Linked DNA regions of Mus musculus: region 2 is linked to region 1. The links are chromatin contacts, called in public Hi-C maps. All regions are on one chromosome and are shown on one strand. Each heading gives the region's core, a stretch centred on a gene start, on an enhancer-like site or on the middle of the called end of the contact. The rest is flanking DNA. Distances are from core to core; before and after follow the strand shown.

The links. Hi-C and Micro-C count contacts between places; a contact is called where the count stands out from the background.
Region 2: a contact with region 1 is called in a Hi-C map of CD8 T cells, with 2.6 times the contacts expected there. The contact joins the promoter of Fgd3 here to the enhancer-like site in region 1. A contact is called at or near these places in 2 of 484 Hi-C or Micro-C datasets (B cells and CD8 T cells) and 1 of 115 datasets of contacts at active chromatin or transcription factors (memory CD8 T cells).

Annotation. Positions count from the first base shown.
Region 1 is chr13:48,540,612-48,548,038 of GRCm38.p6, forward strand. No RefSeq gene overlaps it. Among named protein-coding and RNA genes, the nearest start is that of Mirlet7a-1, 6.1 kb to the left of the region's middle. Within about 2 kb of position 5,305, at least 414 of the 459 cell types and tissues checked have an H3K27ac peak or open chromatin away from gene starts, as enhancers often do. A contact at or near this core is called in B cells, CD8 T cells and memory CD8 T cells, where this site is marked.
Region 2 is chr13:49,306,342-49,313,970 of GRCm38.p6, forward strand. Fgd3 (FYVE, RhoGEF and PH domain containing 3) reads right to left here and starts at 2,867. Exons shown (of 18, transcript NM_015759.2): 1 at 2,840-2,867.

The DNA.
Region 1 (7,427 bases), core at 4,055-6,554:
TGCTCTCTGTTTTAAGTTTAATACCAACCTCAATCCAACTTCCTCATTTAAAGCATGCTTGGGGCTGGGGGTGTGGTTCAATGATAGATGCTTGCCTAGCATATTGACCCTGAGTTTTAACCCCTAACATTGCACAACAAATTTAAACATGTTATAATCTTTCAAGGAGTGTGCCTATATAAATGGTGCTAAAAGGCAACCCAGAACTTCATACATGCTAAGCAAGTGTTCTGGCCCTGAGAAATACTCAGTCCTAAAATACAAGATTTTTCAATCTTGATGAGTGTAACATGCTTGCTTTAACACTGTTTCTTCAGGCCAATGGAATAATTCAAGACAAGAGCTTGTAACACAATTCCCAGGATGGAGAGATGGCTCGGCAGTTACAGGCACTACTACTTTCTTGCAGAGAAACCAGGTTCAATTCTCAGCATCCAAAGAGGCTCACAACCATTCATTACACCAGTTTCAGGGGACTGAATGCCCTCTTGACCTCTGTGCCACACAGACATACATGTGTGTGAAACACTTACATAAAACCTAAAAAAGTTATTTTAAAAAGTTACAAGGTATTTTTTTAAGTTATGTTGAAACAAGGGGGACAGAAATCTACACAGAATCACTTTCACCTCTTCCAACCCAACAAGAGATTCTTCTTAGTATTTTTTGGTTTGTGTGTGAGACATCAACCCAGCCCAGGCCCAAAATTCAACAACAGCCCTCTTGCTCCAGATTTCCAGTGCTGAGATTATTGGCAGATGCATGAGCCACCACACTCAGTATTTATAATCAGTATCTATAATGCTAAACTCTTCTACCCTTCTCTATGCTTGCCTGATATTAATATAAAAGATAATGTTGTTCACAAATTAATACTAACCTTCAACTCCTGAATATTATATTCACAAACTGATTTTTAGTAATAACTGCTCCTGGTCTGCTATATAGAGCTTGATTAGGGTAAACACTGGAAACTAAAATCTATAGTGAAAACAAGGTTAGATAAAGACCAGAAAACCAATCTAACAGCATTTAGAAATTAAGACAACTGGCAACTATGTAACACTTGCTGGAGGTCAGAAGTGACTTTGTAACATTAGGGTTTTGATAGAGTAGCTCAGAGTGCTACTTTTTTCTTAAAAAAAAAATTCACTTGGGTCCAACTTTCTAATGAGTAAAATAAAAATGTTTCCTCTAGTCTGACCTTCAATTTCACTTGCTTATTATACACAATTCAAAATTAGAATACTATGTCTCTCTCTCAAATATTCAAGTGAATATGAACAAACTGTTGATGCTTATGCTTGCTCAACAAACTCTTCTATGGTATTTTTGCTTTTCTTTGATAAAGCACTTTCAGTATTTCTAGCAATGGTAAGTAAGTTTATGAGCAATTGATGGAAGATGACATTTTCTAGATTCCTGTTTCTTTAATCAAACTTAACCCAATTTCAAGATCTCTATCACCCCATTTATTAAATACATTGAACTAATCCTGAGGTCCATGTTAAGTTTTAAATAGCAAAGTATTTACTAGGTCACAGTTCCCAAAAGGACCATTTCCTTTCTCAGGCATATGGCAGACACTCAAGACACTCTTTTTATTAAGTCAGCATAGATAATTAAATTCTGAAAACTGTTTAAAAAGTAATCAATGCCAAGACAGTCTTCAATGCTCCTTTTTAAGTTTTCCACTGTAAATTGGAATATTATGAGACTATGTAAGCTCTATGCTATCCCCACATACCTAAATACACTCTTCTCTAAGCCTAAATTATGTGGAAACATTTTTGGGAAAGGTAGTGAGGTCCAACCTGGGTGACTTGTTCTATTTATCATCCTACATAGATTTTTTTTCTCGACTCTAAAATCTCCTACCTTCTTTCTCTACACTCAAAAGCCCTGAACAGCCCATAACCTTTAACCTAGATCTAGTTATTTAATATAGATTGCACAACCTGCTAAAATTAACTATTCTTAACAGGCAAATCAACCTAAGTTCCTTTCTAGGCATTTGTCAATCACATATGCCAAAAGAAAACAAGATATGGGGCCTGGCACAGTGACACATGCCTTTAATCGAAACACTTGGGAAGCAGAGGCAGAAAAAAAAAAAAATCTGAGTTCCATGCAAGCTACGGATGCGTAGAGCAAAAACAGATTTATTATTTTTTCAAAAAAAAGGTATGGGGAATGAGTTAAGATGATGTCAGCCCTTCCCAGGATTTCAAGGTACCTTCATCTTATCAGGAGAAATAGAACTGGGTAACTAGTTAAACAAAATGCTCCTTAACCATATCCACTACACATATCAATTTAAAACAAATTATCTAAAATGTCTCAAAATATTCCTAAAGTAACAAAAGTACCTTTCAGCTGTCTTAAGAGAATTTAAATCTATCTTGTATCTAGGAAAGGTCTTTTGTGAGATAAAGCTGGAAAACCAGAAAAGTTTTGTCTATCTTTAAGACAAACATATCCAGGTAGCAAATATGAATTTTTGAAAAGTAGCTAAATAATGCATCACAGTTGCATTATTCATTAAGAAACAATTACCAACACTGAAACTGAATATCTCAAAATGGTACACACTGTAACTAAAATATACTCCTGCTGTAATGTAAAATACTCTAGATTTCACTAGGTACCAAAAAGGCAAAATCATTATATCTAGTTAATGCAATCTACTCTTAATTGATTACATAATGCACAGAACACCCACAAAACTCAAGGACCATGTAAGGTGCCACCTTTACCCCCATTACTTTAGTCCTGAGAAAACATGAAAAAAAAAACATTGACAATTAGTAAAAATAGTCTTTATAGTATAAGTTTCTAAAGACATTCAAAGTTTTGAAATACTGCTAGCCTTGAGTGCCAAAATATACTTCCCAACTTATACACACTTAAATGGGAGAGGGGAGCAGTGTTTTACACATTTCACCAAATATGACTATAGAGCTGTTTCTATTATTCCTTGGAGATCAGTGTAAGAGAGGAAATGTGCTCTTCAGGAGGACATTAACCATTTCTGCCACTCACAAAATGGTACTTTGCAGGAAAACTAACAGATATAGCTGATGTAGCACATTATTTCGTATTTTAAATCTTCCTAAAAGTTTCTGATCACCACATACTAAGTGATTCAGGATACATTATTTGGAACATTCATTGGTGGTGCTTCCATCTAGCCTCCTTTATTTGAAACAGGGTCTTATACAGCTCAGGATGGCCTGGAACCTTCTACATAGCTGAGGATAACCTCTAACAGTGCAGGGATTGCAGGCAGGAACTGGAGATGGAACCCAGGGCTTGAGGCATGGCTGGCAAGTACTCTTTATCAACTGAGTGAGCTACACCTCCAGCTCTGGCTTTGTAGTATTTTTAAAAAGGCTTCTTTTTTTTAATTATTTTGTATTATGTCTGCACAAATGTGGACATCGAAGGATAACTTGGAGTCAGTTCTCTCCTCCCACCATGTGGGTGAGTCCCAAGGATTCAAACTTGGGTCACTGTCAGGTATGATGCTAAGTGCCTTCAACCACTTATCTATCTGCACAATTGTCACCAACTCACACTGGTTCTGTAACATTAGTTACTGAAATAAAAGGAACTTGATATTTAGGATGCTATTCTCTAAACCAATTAGTTTCCTTAGTTCTGGAGGAGGTTTACTAGGGACATTTCCCAGGACCCTCAAGAAATCTAAATGAGACTTACTAACATTAAATTATTATGAGCATTTATTTTATTAGTACTGGAAACTCAACCCACCAATTCAGGCATGTCTGACAAGCTTTCTATCACTGAGCAACAACTCCAGCAGGACCATTTGTTTTAATACTTCACTCTGTGAACTGAAGTACTTTTTTTTGTTGTTTGTTTGTTTTTGAAACAGGTTTTATCTGTGCAGTCCTGGCTGTCCTGGAACTTGCTCTGTAGATCAGGCTGCCCTCAAAACTCTTGAGATCCACCTGCCTCTGCCTCCTGAGTGCTGGGATTAAACTTGTGTGCCAACACCTTCTTTATAGCCACATGTTTTGCATTCCTCTACCTTTCCAGCTTGAAAAATTACTAAGTCTCAAATCAGCACAACTTCAATTTATAGTGGGGGAGGGCACAGCTTGCTTCAAGTCTACAAAACTATCAATTTCTACAATAAAATTACCCATAGGGTAAAATGCACGCCCCATCTACACAATTTTGATAACACTTTTTAGACCCGACTTAATTTGGAAGATTTCTATTCTCTAATTAAAGTTCTTACATTTCCAACTAGTATTTTTGTTACACTAACAATTTCAAATTTCCCAAATATTACTGCTTCAACTGACAGAACCTAATGAAAGGCCAGAATGCTGAAAAATCTGTATTAAACTAACTTTTCTTTTTTTGGCTTTTTTCGAGACAGGGTTTCTCTGTGTAGCCCTGGCTGTCCTGATACTCACTTTGTAGACCAGGCTAGCCTAGAACTCAGATATCCGCCTGCCTCTGCCTCCCAAGTGCTGGGATTAAAGGCGTGCCCGGCTAAACTAACTTTTCTTATAAAAAGATTGTTTACTTGTTCAATTTTCTTCACAAGATTATCAGGCAATCAAAAACAAGAACACTAATGTTTTAAACTTCAAAAACAGGTTGCCAATATTTTTCAACAGTTAAAAAAGCAATCTGTCATCGTCTTCCATTTTAACTAAGTTTCTAAAGTTTTTCTCCGCCCCCCCTTGTCCTTTCATAATTATCCTTTTAACACAAAAAGTTGAAAACTACAACACAGACGATCACTTCTGACACAGACCCTGCACTAACAAGCGGGATCACCGAAGGGCAGTCCTGGCCAAGGGCATAAAGGTTACCACCCTGCCTCCGCTAAAGAGCGCGCCGAGAGATAAGTTTTCTTAGCCGGCCTCCGAGAGGCCACCCGCTTCCAAGAGTTTGCAGCCTCCCCAGTCAAAAGGCCAGTCTCGTTTCCGGTGCCACCGAGCTGCAAATCTCCTACCCCATCCCCTGGGATACAGTTTCCTCCCGCTCTCGCGCTCCCCTCCCCCTGGCCAAGGACGGGCAGCCGCAGCGATCCTCCAGCCCCAGCAGCTGCTCCAGGCCCTCAGGCCGCAGTTGGCCGAGCGGAGCAGGGGCAAGCAGCCAGCGTTGGCTCTCCGTTCCCTCCCTGCCAGCGCCTTCCCGCCCCGCCCCGTCCCTCCCCGCCCCCCGCACTTCCTACCTTCCTCCATCCCACCCCCCCCAACCAAAGCCAAGGTCTCCCCGGCCCACAAACCTGACGGCGGAAGTGACGTCATAGAGGCCCGGCTACGTCCGCAGCCAGTCACGCCACAGCGGGGAGGTAGCCCCGACCAACCGGCGCGAGCCAGAGGGCGGGACTTCCGTCCGCCGCAAGTTTGATTGAAGCGGCGGGGGAGGGGCGAGGTGAGGAATGTGAAGAATGACCCCCCTCCCCCGCCCGGTCGCCGAGGAGCTGGGCGGGAAGCGGAGGGGGCTGGGGCAGGCCAGCGGCCACGCGGCACCCCTCCCCCGCCCGAGCCCCAAGGCCCACGGCATCCGTGGGCCACCGGCCCCGGGGCCACCCGCCTGCCCGAGGCGCCCAGGCCATCCCACGGGTCCCAGGGTGCGGCGCGGCAGCCCCCAAGTCTTCCCTCCTGGTCGCCCGCTGCCGCCGCCGCTGAGTCTGGAGGAGGGAAAAATGGCGACGTCCCCGCGCTCGCCTTCACGCCCGCAGTACCCACCTCAAGCTCGCGGATAAAGGCGTCCCGCTGCCGCCACGGGAAATGGTCTGGCTTTCCCCCCACCGTGGCCCTCCACCGCCGCGCCCGGGAGAGAGCAGCGCGCGAGAACCCGGATGGAAGCGCGGGCGGGCGGGCGCCGCCTCGGCGGCCTGAGGGAAGGCTACGCGCGCGCCGGGAATCCGAGGCGGGGGCGGGAGCTGCGGGCAGCGCGCATTCCTATTGGCGGACGCTGTTGACGGACGTGTGCCTCGCCCTCTCGCCTTAGCCGGTCGGGGCTCACCCGGACCCCCACTGGAGGGTGACGGCTGAGCCCGCCCCCGCCGCGGAGAAGGCGGGTCTGGCCCGCCCACCGTGACAGGCTCCTCTTTCCCTACTGGAGGACCGGGAGAATAGCGAGGACCGTCCTCTGAGTCCCGCCCTCCGCGGTGATGGACAAGTCGTGTCACGTGGCCTCCGTCCGCTCTGCCGGCTGCGAGGCGGGAGGTGCTAGAGTTTTCGGGGCGGTTTTCACGTGTACCCAAGATGTTGGATTCACTCAGTCTTCCCTCTCGGGGGCTCCGGGGCTCGACGCCAAGGCCACTCCATACCTCACTTCACCCATCTGTCACATAAGGAGTTAGGTCTCCTATGGTGTATCTTTTATCTCTTTTATTTTTTTTTTCTTTCCCATGTATTGAAATTTTTGTGCTAAAACTTTTTCAAAGCAATCTTTACGAATTCTTTTTTTTTAAATCAATGCAAAAGCATTTCTTCATTCTTACTGGAACTTTCCATGCACTAGGAGACCTCTCTGCTCTTTGGTGGGTGGGTTGGGGTACTATTTAATGATAGTAGGTTTGCACGGTTTAAAAAAGAGAGTCAAGAGAGTCAAGCATCAACAAAACCCTATGAACATTCATCTGCAATCCATCCAGGGGAAAAAGGCACTGTACACGTCAGCAAAGTGCTTATATTATAAACTCCAACTATAAGCCATCCTAACATTCTCTGTCCAAAGCAAATGACAAGAGAGTTTAGAAGATGGGAGAGTTTGGGACTAAAGTGAACAAGTGAACAAAAAGAAGAGGAGGGTGGTGAACCTTGTGGGATAGGTAGGATATGGGGAGGAAGAGCTTCAACCTTCAGGATATACTGTGAGAAAGAGGATTATAAACCACACGATGTCATCAACTCTTCATACAAAGCTGGACTCCTCACAGTAGGTTTTCCTTCGTAGGCATAGCGGTGTGGATTTTGCTGTTTCGTTTTCTTCCTTTTTTTCTTTCTACTTTTTTTTTTTTTTCAGTAAACAGAAACCTAATTTGAAGGTGACTTACAGAATCAAAATGCCTCAATATAGCCACCTGACTGGCGACGGATGGCTGAAGCTTCTGGTTTCCGTCCTAAGAGAAAGAGACATTCTAGACTATGGGAATTGGGACCTATAAAGTAGGAGTAGCCCACAGAGAAGCCACCCCCTGGGCCCTGAAAGAGCAAATTCCTTCAGCCGAGGTCCTTGGAGAGGCCCACCCTGTGTCCTGGAGGCTTTGCTACCTCAGTTCCGTTCCACCTCTAGCATGACTCCCTCCAAATTTTCTCAGTCCAGACAAACAAGTAATTGTAACCAAAACTGCCAAAGTAAAGCATACATACTTCTCGAAATGTCCTCTGGCCTCTTTGCCTCAGTCCTCCCCTTGTTAAGATCTCCTT
Region 2 (7,629 bases), core at 1,617-4,116, 760 kb after region 1:
TACAGGACCTGAGTGTCCAGCTCAGTTCACTTTACAGGACCTGAACATTTCATTATTCCCCCCATTTCTAGGGGCTTAGAGATGGGCAATGAGATTGTAGCAGGTGAAAGGCAGCAAGTGTGGAGTTTCAAACCAGGCCCTGTGGGGTATACTCTCCATGGTAGGGATCACAGGGGTGGGTGTTGGGCGGGGGGGGGGGGCGGGGAAGAGACAGGAAATCAAGTCCAATGCCAATGTAGATGCAGCCAGTGGGCCCAGGCCCATTTGAGGAATTTTTTGAGACAGGGGCTCACCAATCAGCTGTTTAAGGGAAAGTCAGTATCTGGTGCCCACATGCCACAGAGACCACCTGTTAATGGTCATGGGAGAGGCTGCCTAGCACCAGAGTCAGAAAACCAGAAGGAAGAGCAGGCCAGACCTTAGTATGGTCATGTGCCAGCCTCACTGTGGTGCAAGATACGTTACCAGGTGGCAGTCAGTTTGCCCTCAGTCCATCGTGTTGCTGCCCCCATTTTACACAGGGTCTGGCTTATTGCATTCCTCTGCACTAGCCCAGATCGTCATATCCAACCCCCACCCACCTAGAGATATCTAGGGTGCAGAGGATCCTGCACACAGAGGGAAGTGGCCACAGTGAACGATGGCCCTTCTCATTTCTCATTTCCTTCCTGGACTAGCTTGGTCCCTGCCCCCTGTCTGTCCCCCTGCCCAGAGGCAGGCAGAGACAGGCCACCACAGCAGTGACCAGCTTTGTGCATTCTTCTGTCCTTGTTCATTGTTTTGGGCACACGTCGGTCTCAGAGCCTTCTTGTAGTTGCTACAACAGTCCACAAAAACAGCATCATCTGGGTTTTATATCTGCCCAGTGCTGATTTGACTTCCTTCTCAGTCGCTTTACAATGGAGACAGACACAATGGAGCAATCACAATTTCTATCTGTAAGTGTAAGATCACAATCAGCCTACCCAGGTCCCATAAGAAGTCGCAGTACGGCAGAAACTTCCGGAGCACACATCAAGATACCCAGAGTCCCTGTTGTAACCCACGGAGCTGCTTTTCATCACTGAGCGGCAGGGCCAGGTTTCTCACTCGGCAGTGAGGCTTCTGAAGACAAGCCCATTTCAGCACTGATCTCATAATGTGCTCTCGACCTCTGTATGCAGAGTTCAGTGTGGCTCTCAGGCCCCTGCACATTGGGAGGTGCAGATCCCTCTATAAACAGAAGCCAGTCTCCACTGCGACCTTGCAGGGGCAGAAGCAGGCTTCAGGGGGTCTGTGGCAGCCCAGTTGAGACAAACCACTTCCTCCTGTCCTTGCCAGAGCTGGCCCCACCCCCAAACCAAGCACAGTGTGTGTTATCAGCTCAGAGAGCTTATGTGGGGACCAGCTAGTCCATTCACAGACTTTGGGCGGGGGGGGGGGGGCTGGGATGAGCTGGCAGAGTGCTCTGTGCCTGTTTCATCTCTCACCCAAATGGGGGCTGGGGAGAGTCTCAGTAAACCACGTGTCAAGCTAGGCCAATGAGAGAACCTGTCTAAAAAACCAGATAGACAGGTCCTGGAGAATAACATCTGAGACTGTCTTCTGGCTTCCCTACACATGCCTCAACACACACACACAAATGGCTAACAATTTTAGTCTTTGTTTTTGGTTTTTTTTCCCCCCAAGAGATGGTGTTTCTCTGTGTGGCCCTGCTGTTGTGGAACTTGCTCTGTAGACCAGGCTGGCCTGGAACTCAGAGATCCACCTGCCTCTGTCTACCAAATGCTGGGATTGAAAGCGTGTGCTACCATCACTACCACCACCACCCCCGGCTAGGTAGGACCAATCTAAAATGAGGCAGAGCTGCGTAAGCTCTAAACCTCAGTGTGGCTTGGCATCATTCTGACTTCACTTTACAGAAAGGGAAATCAAGGCAGAGTCTGCCTATCACCCTGTCCCTGGCATTCTTTCTCACCAGAGTCCCCTCCCTATCCCCCTATAGCTGCTCATCCTCCCTAGCACTCAGGGACTCCCAGAAAAATGGCAAGTGACTTGTCATCCACAATGACAGTGACTCCTGCCTCACTCCCCACAGGTCCTAGAGTCCGGCTTTTCAAATATGCCTCTGCTTACTCTGCATGGCATATAGTATCATAGTGTTATCATAATCATATCATTCTATCCATGCTGCCGTGCGCCTGCTCTATGGCTGCCAGCCTCCTAAGTGGCTGTACCACTACCCAGAGCTGCCCAGGCGAAGCCCTGGGGGTCCCAAGGAGTCCTTTGAGGGCTTAGTTTTCTTTCCTAGCAGTGCCCAGCTAGACAGACATATCTGTTAATATCTAAACTGTAGACTGGAGAAGATTCCAGAACCACATGGGATGCGAAGGCCTAGCCTCCATTAAATCATCCCCTGGGACCACCTCTTCTGCTTAAGCAGAAAAAGACATGCTTTCTTCCCCACTAAGGCACACTGGGTGGGGTCAGCCTTGGATCTGTGCCCCCCCCCAAGCCTCCCAGGGACCACAGTAGTCACCGACAGACTGCCCATAGCCTAAGTGTGAGCTGTGCCCCACCTGCCAATAGCACGTCCAGGACTCTGTAGTCGCGAACTCTTCTCATGCCCACCCATAGCAACCCTATCTTCTCACCAGTACGAGCCACTGAAAGACAACAGCATGAAAAGAGACACCGCTACCGTGCCACAGCAACTTCCTGCTTTGAAAACATCTGTCTCCCTTGAATGGTTCCTGTTTGGTTTCTAGTAACCTCCTACCACCCGCCACGAAGCCCCTTCACAGCGCAAGACAAACACTGTAGGATTCTGCAAAGATCCCAGGAGCCAATCTCCACTCACCCTTCTTCCAAGACCAGTCTGCATCTCCCCCAGGGCTGAACTCATGCAAGAACAAAACCCAACTTCCTCTTTCTAATTTTTGCAATATTGGTCACAAAACAGTGGCACATTTGCATTTCCGTAGCGATGACGCAACGTGAGAGGAGGTTGGTCTGCTGGTCCTGAAGGGCCTGGTCTGCTTGTGGTGGGATGACTTCGAAAGCGTAATCCTTTTACTCGACCTGGCTCAGCCCTACCAGGTTCTGCAGTAGCAGCCAGGGCTGAGCTTAGGTTTAACAAGTCACTGAGTAAAGACACCTCCTGCATCTGGTTTGGTGGGCTCCTCTGAGCAGACCTGAGATTGATGTTGTCTATGGGGAAGAGGATCCATCAGGGGACAGGTGACCCAGGCCAGACAGACCTTGGTGACTACAGAAAGTTGGAAGAAACATACCCCACCAGTGACATTGTTTCACGGTGACTCCAAGAGACCTGAGGGAACTTCTGGTTATCTGGCTGATGAGGACTGCCCCAGCAGGGCTAAGCTCTGCCTCTTCCAGGCAGCCCTCAGGGGAAAGTCCCCTCATTATCTCAGGAAGTCAATAAATAATGGGGCAGGGGGTTAGCCTAACATGCATATAGGCTGCAAATTTGACTCCATTTCAGTAATGTCTTCTTAATCTATCCTAAATTTTGTGTTTGTTTTAGGTTTTGTTGAGACAGTCTCACCAAGTAGTCCAGGATGGCCTTGGATTCTCTGTGTTGTCCAAACTCATTTGAATTTACACTGTTTCAGTCTTTCAAATGCTGGGATCGCTACTGTGCACCATTGCATCAACTAATCTTGAATTCTCTCTCTCTCTCTCTCTCTCTCTCTCTCTCTCTCTCTCTCTCTGTGTGTGTGTGTGTGTGTGTGTGTGTGTGCGTGCATGCATATGGAGGCCAAAAGTCAAAGCTAAATGTCTTCTTCAGTTGCAGTCCACATTATTATTATTATTGTTGTTGTTGTTGTTACTGTTATTATTGTTGTTATTTTGGCATTTATTGCTATTCACCCTGGGATTAATCAACATGACTAGCTTGGCTGGCCAGCGATCTGCCAGGGACCCTTCTGTCTCTGCCTCCATCAGCCTTTTCCCATGAGTGCTGGGGATTGCACTCACTTCCTCATGCTTGGACTGAACCATCTGCTCAATCCTCTAAATGCTTGTTTTAACTAGTTAACATTTTCTGTGTATATGTATGTATATGTATGTGCACATGCACGCATGAGTGTATATGTATATGATGGAACTGCTCAAGGTTCTCGATTCTTCTTCCATAAAATGGAGAGGTGTGTATGTTAGAGGCATTGTAAAGAATGAGGTCTAGCCTAGGCAAGTCCTTAAAGAATCTTAGTCCCTGCCTGAATCTCCACTGCTGAGCTGTCTGTGCCTGGCCCAGAGCCTTTTGCTTCACTCCCTGAAGGGCCGTGTCCCCTGAGGAAAGTCCGTGTCCCCCGAGGAAGGGCCGTGTCCCCTGAGGAGGCAGCCTCCGGCCACCCAGATGCTTTCAGCTCTGTCCAGGAAGCACAGCACCTGTGGCCCAGCACAGTGCAATTGTCCCTCTGCTGGCACATCCTGAGCCTGGAGGCCAGCCGTGGGATCACATCAGGACTGGGACCCAGGCCAACCAGGAACACAGGATCAGTTGAGGACGTGAAGACGAACTCTAGCCTGACAGGCCAGGTGGGAAGAATGGAGAGAAGAGTTTCAGAGCAGGTGGGAAAGAAAGAGGAGGAAGAGTTCCTCTGGCTTAAAAGCAAATCAAAGGGCTGGGCTTGGTGGTGCAGGCTTTTAATCCCCGCACTCAGCACTCAGAGTGTTGAAGCAGACCAATCTCTGTAAACTCAAACCAGACTGGCCTACATAACCAGTTCCAAGCCAGCCAAGGCCACATAATGAGACTCCATTTCAAAAAGAAAGAAAGAGAGAGAGAGAGAGAGAAACAAAGAAAGAAAAAAGAAAAGGGAAAAGGGAAAAAGAAAAATTCCAGAACTGAAGCCTAATGTCCTCTTGTTCTTGAGTGGGGAGAAGCAATGCCTCTACTTTGGATGACACCCTTTAAAAGAACCCCCACAGTGGTCCAGTGATGACTACATCCTGATCAACTCTTTTTTTTTAATTTATTTTATGTATATGAGTATACTGTCGCTGTCTTCAGACACAGAAGAAAAGGGCACTGGATCCCATTACAGATGGTTGTGAGCCACCATGTGGTTGCTGGGAATTGAACTCAGGACCTTTGGAAGAGCAGTCAGTGCTCTTAACCACTGAGCCATCTCTCCAGCCCCCTGATCAACTCTTGCATAGCCCCTTCCACTGTGAATAGTCCATGAATACTAGTGTCCAATTCAACCTGCAGAGGGAACATACGTGGACTTCCTAGGTCATACACAGCGCTGCAGTTTTTGTTGGGGCAGGGTATAATCACCTCCATGTTGGAAAGGTGTCCAAGCAGCCCTGAAGAGACACCTATGTGGAAGAAACCAAGACCCCAGACCACAGCCAGCACCAACTTGCCCCGACTGACTGACTGAATGAGCTACCTTGGATGATACTTATCCCAGCCACCATCTGACTGCATCGAGAGCCAAGCCACACCCAAATTCCTGAGCAGTCAAACAAAGCAGAGCTAATAGATTCACTAGTGTGCACCTGCACGTGCGTGCACAGAGATAGTCTAAGTATGTGTGTGTATAAGACGTGTACGTGTGTGTGCCTGTGTGTGCACAAATGCATGTACACACGCCACTCACATATATAGAGAGAGGCCAATATAGGGTATCTTCCTTTATTACTCTCCACCTAGCCTTTCATATTACACTTTGATTTATTTTGTGTGTTTGTGTGCAGCTACACATGTGCATAGTGTGTGTGCAGAGGCCAGAAGACACTTTGCGGAGATCGGTTCCACAAATGAGTCCTAGAGACTAAATTCAAGTTGTCAGGCTTGAGAGGAGGTTGGCCCCCACTTAGACCCAAGGGTATTTATATCAAGTGTCCTTCAAGGCCTCTTTTTAGGGGACAAGCTGCCCCATAAAACTCTGTGACAAGGAGGAGAGGCCAGCCAAACAGCCCAAGTGTAGAAACATTTTGTCCCCGAAAACAGATAGAAGTCAGAGCGTTCTCAACAGGTCACTATTGTATATCATATGATGTAAAAGTGCCTGGGAGGGCAAGAGATACCAGAAGTTCAGCCATGGAGAGAAACTCAACCAGGAACTTCAGCCCACCACCCCGGACTTTTCCAGTCCCTGTCTGCTGGCCGTCGTGAGCTCTGGATTTGATGCTGCCAACTCTCAGTGTGCAGCTTCTTGTTCTTTCACTTGGAAGCCTCACCTGAGCAGACAACATTGGGTCCTAACTCTGGCTCTCTATGTAAACTCCAGCCGACTTCCTCCGGAGGTAGTCCCAGCTGATGTCTGCTGAATGTTTTCAACACCCAAATAAATATAATCTATCTATCTATCTATCTATCTATCTATCTATCTATCTATCTATCTATCTATCATCTATCTCTCTATCATTTATGTCTCCATCATCTATCTTTTTTTAAAAAAAAAAGATTTATTTATTATTATAAATAAGTACACTGTAGCTGTCTTAGGCATACCAGAAGAGGGCATTAGATCTCATTATGGATAGTTGTGAGCCACCATGTGGTTGCTGGGATTTGAACTCAGGACTTTCAGAAGAGCAGTCAGTGCTCTTACCTGCTGAGCTATCTCACCAGCTCCTCCATCATCTATCTATCTATCATTTATTTCCTATCTATCTATCTATCTATCTATCTATCTATCTATCACCTGTCTGTCTATCATCTATTTACTATCTCTCTCTCTCTATCTATCTATCTATTGATCACCTATCTATCTGTCTATCTATCATCTATTTACTATCTATCTATCTATCTATCTATTACCTATCTACCTGTCTGTCTGTCTGTCTATCTATCTGTCTATCTATCTATCTATCTATCTATCTATCTATCTATCTATCTTGCTATTTTAATTTGGCTTGAAATATGCTTACCCTACTCACTCACTGAAAACAGAAAGCATATCTATCCTGTAGATCATTTTCCAGACCGTACAGAACATCCTGGAGCCACATTATTTTTTGAGACAGGGTCTGGCACTGACCCTGGAACTCACTATTTCAGCTGGACTGGCTGGCCAGTGAGCTCCAGGGATGCACCTGTCTCACTCCCTCACTGGAAATTACACTGGGGTTACAGATGTGAACCGCCCAACCTGGATTTTATGTGGGACTCTAGTCACCCACTGAGTCAGCTCCTAGCCCCTACTACCGTTTTAAGCCACTAGGTTCTGGGTGATTTGTTAGGCAGCAGTAGATCTATTATACAATATTTTCATCAGGAAAAGAGCAAGGAAGTGACCTAGGGTCAAAGGGTTCTCTGGGAAGTGAAATGTAGATACCCATATTCCATCTTTGCTAATTATTTCACCCTGGAGTACATATGACCAATAGCCAAACAGATCTATAACACCAAAGTGTTAGCTGTGTGTTCCTGAGACAGAACACCTGACAGAAACAACTTGGGGAGAGGGGAATCTATCTGGGCCAAAGGTTTCAAGGGACGCAGTCATCAGTCCATGATAGCAGTAAGAATGTGTCAGAGTGTTTCCTATTGTGGCTGAGGAGGAAGCAGGGAGGGTGTGACTGTAGGGAGCCAAGGGTAATACACCTCCAAGGGATGCTCCCGGTGGCCAACCTACTTCCTCCTCCTTGCTCCCACCTCCTAGAGGT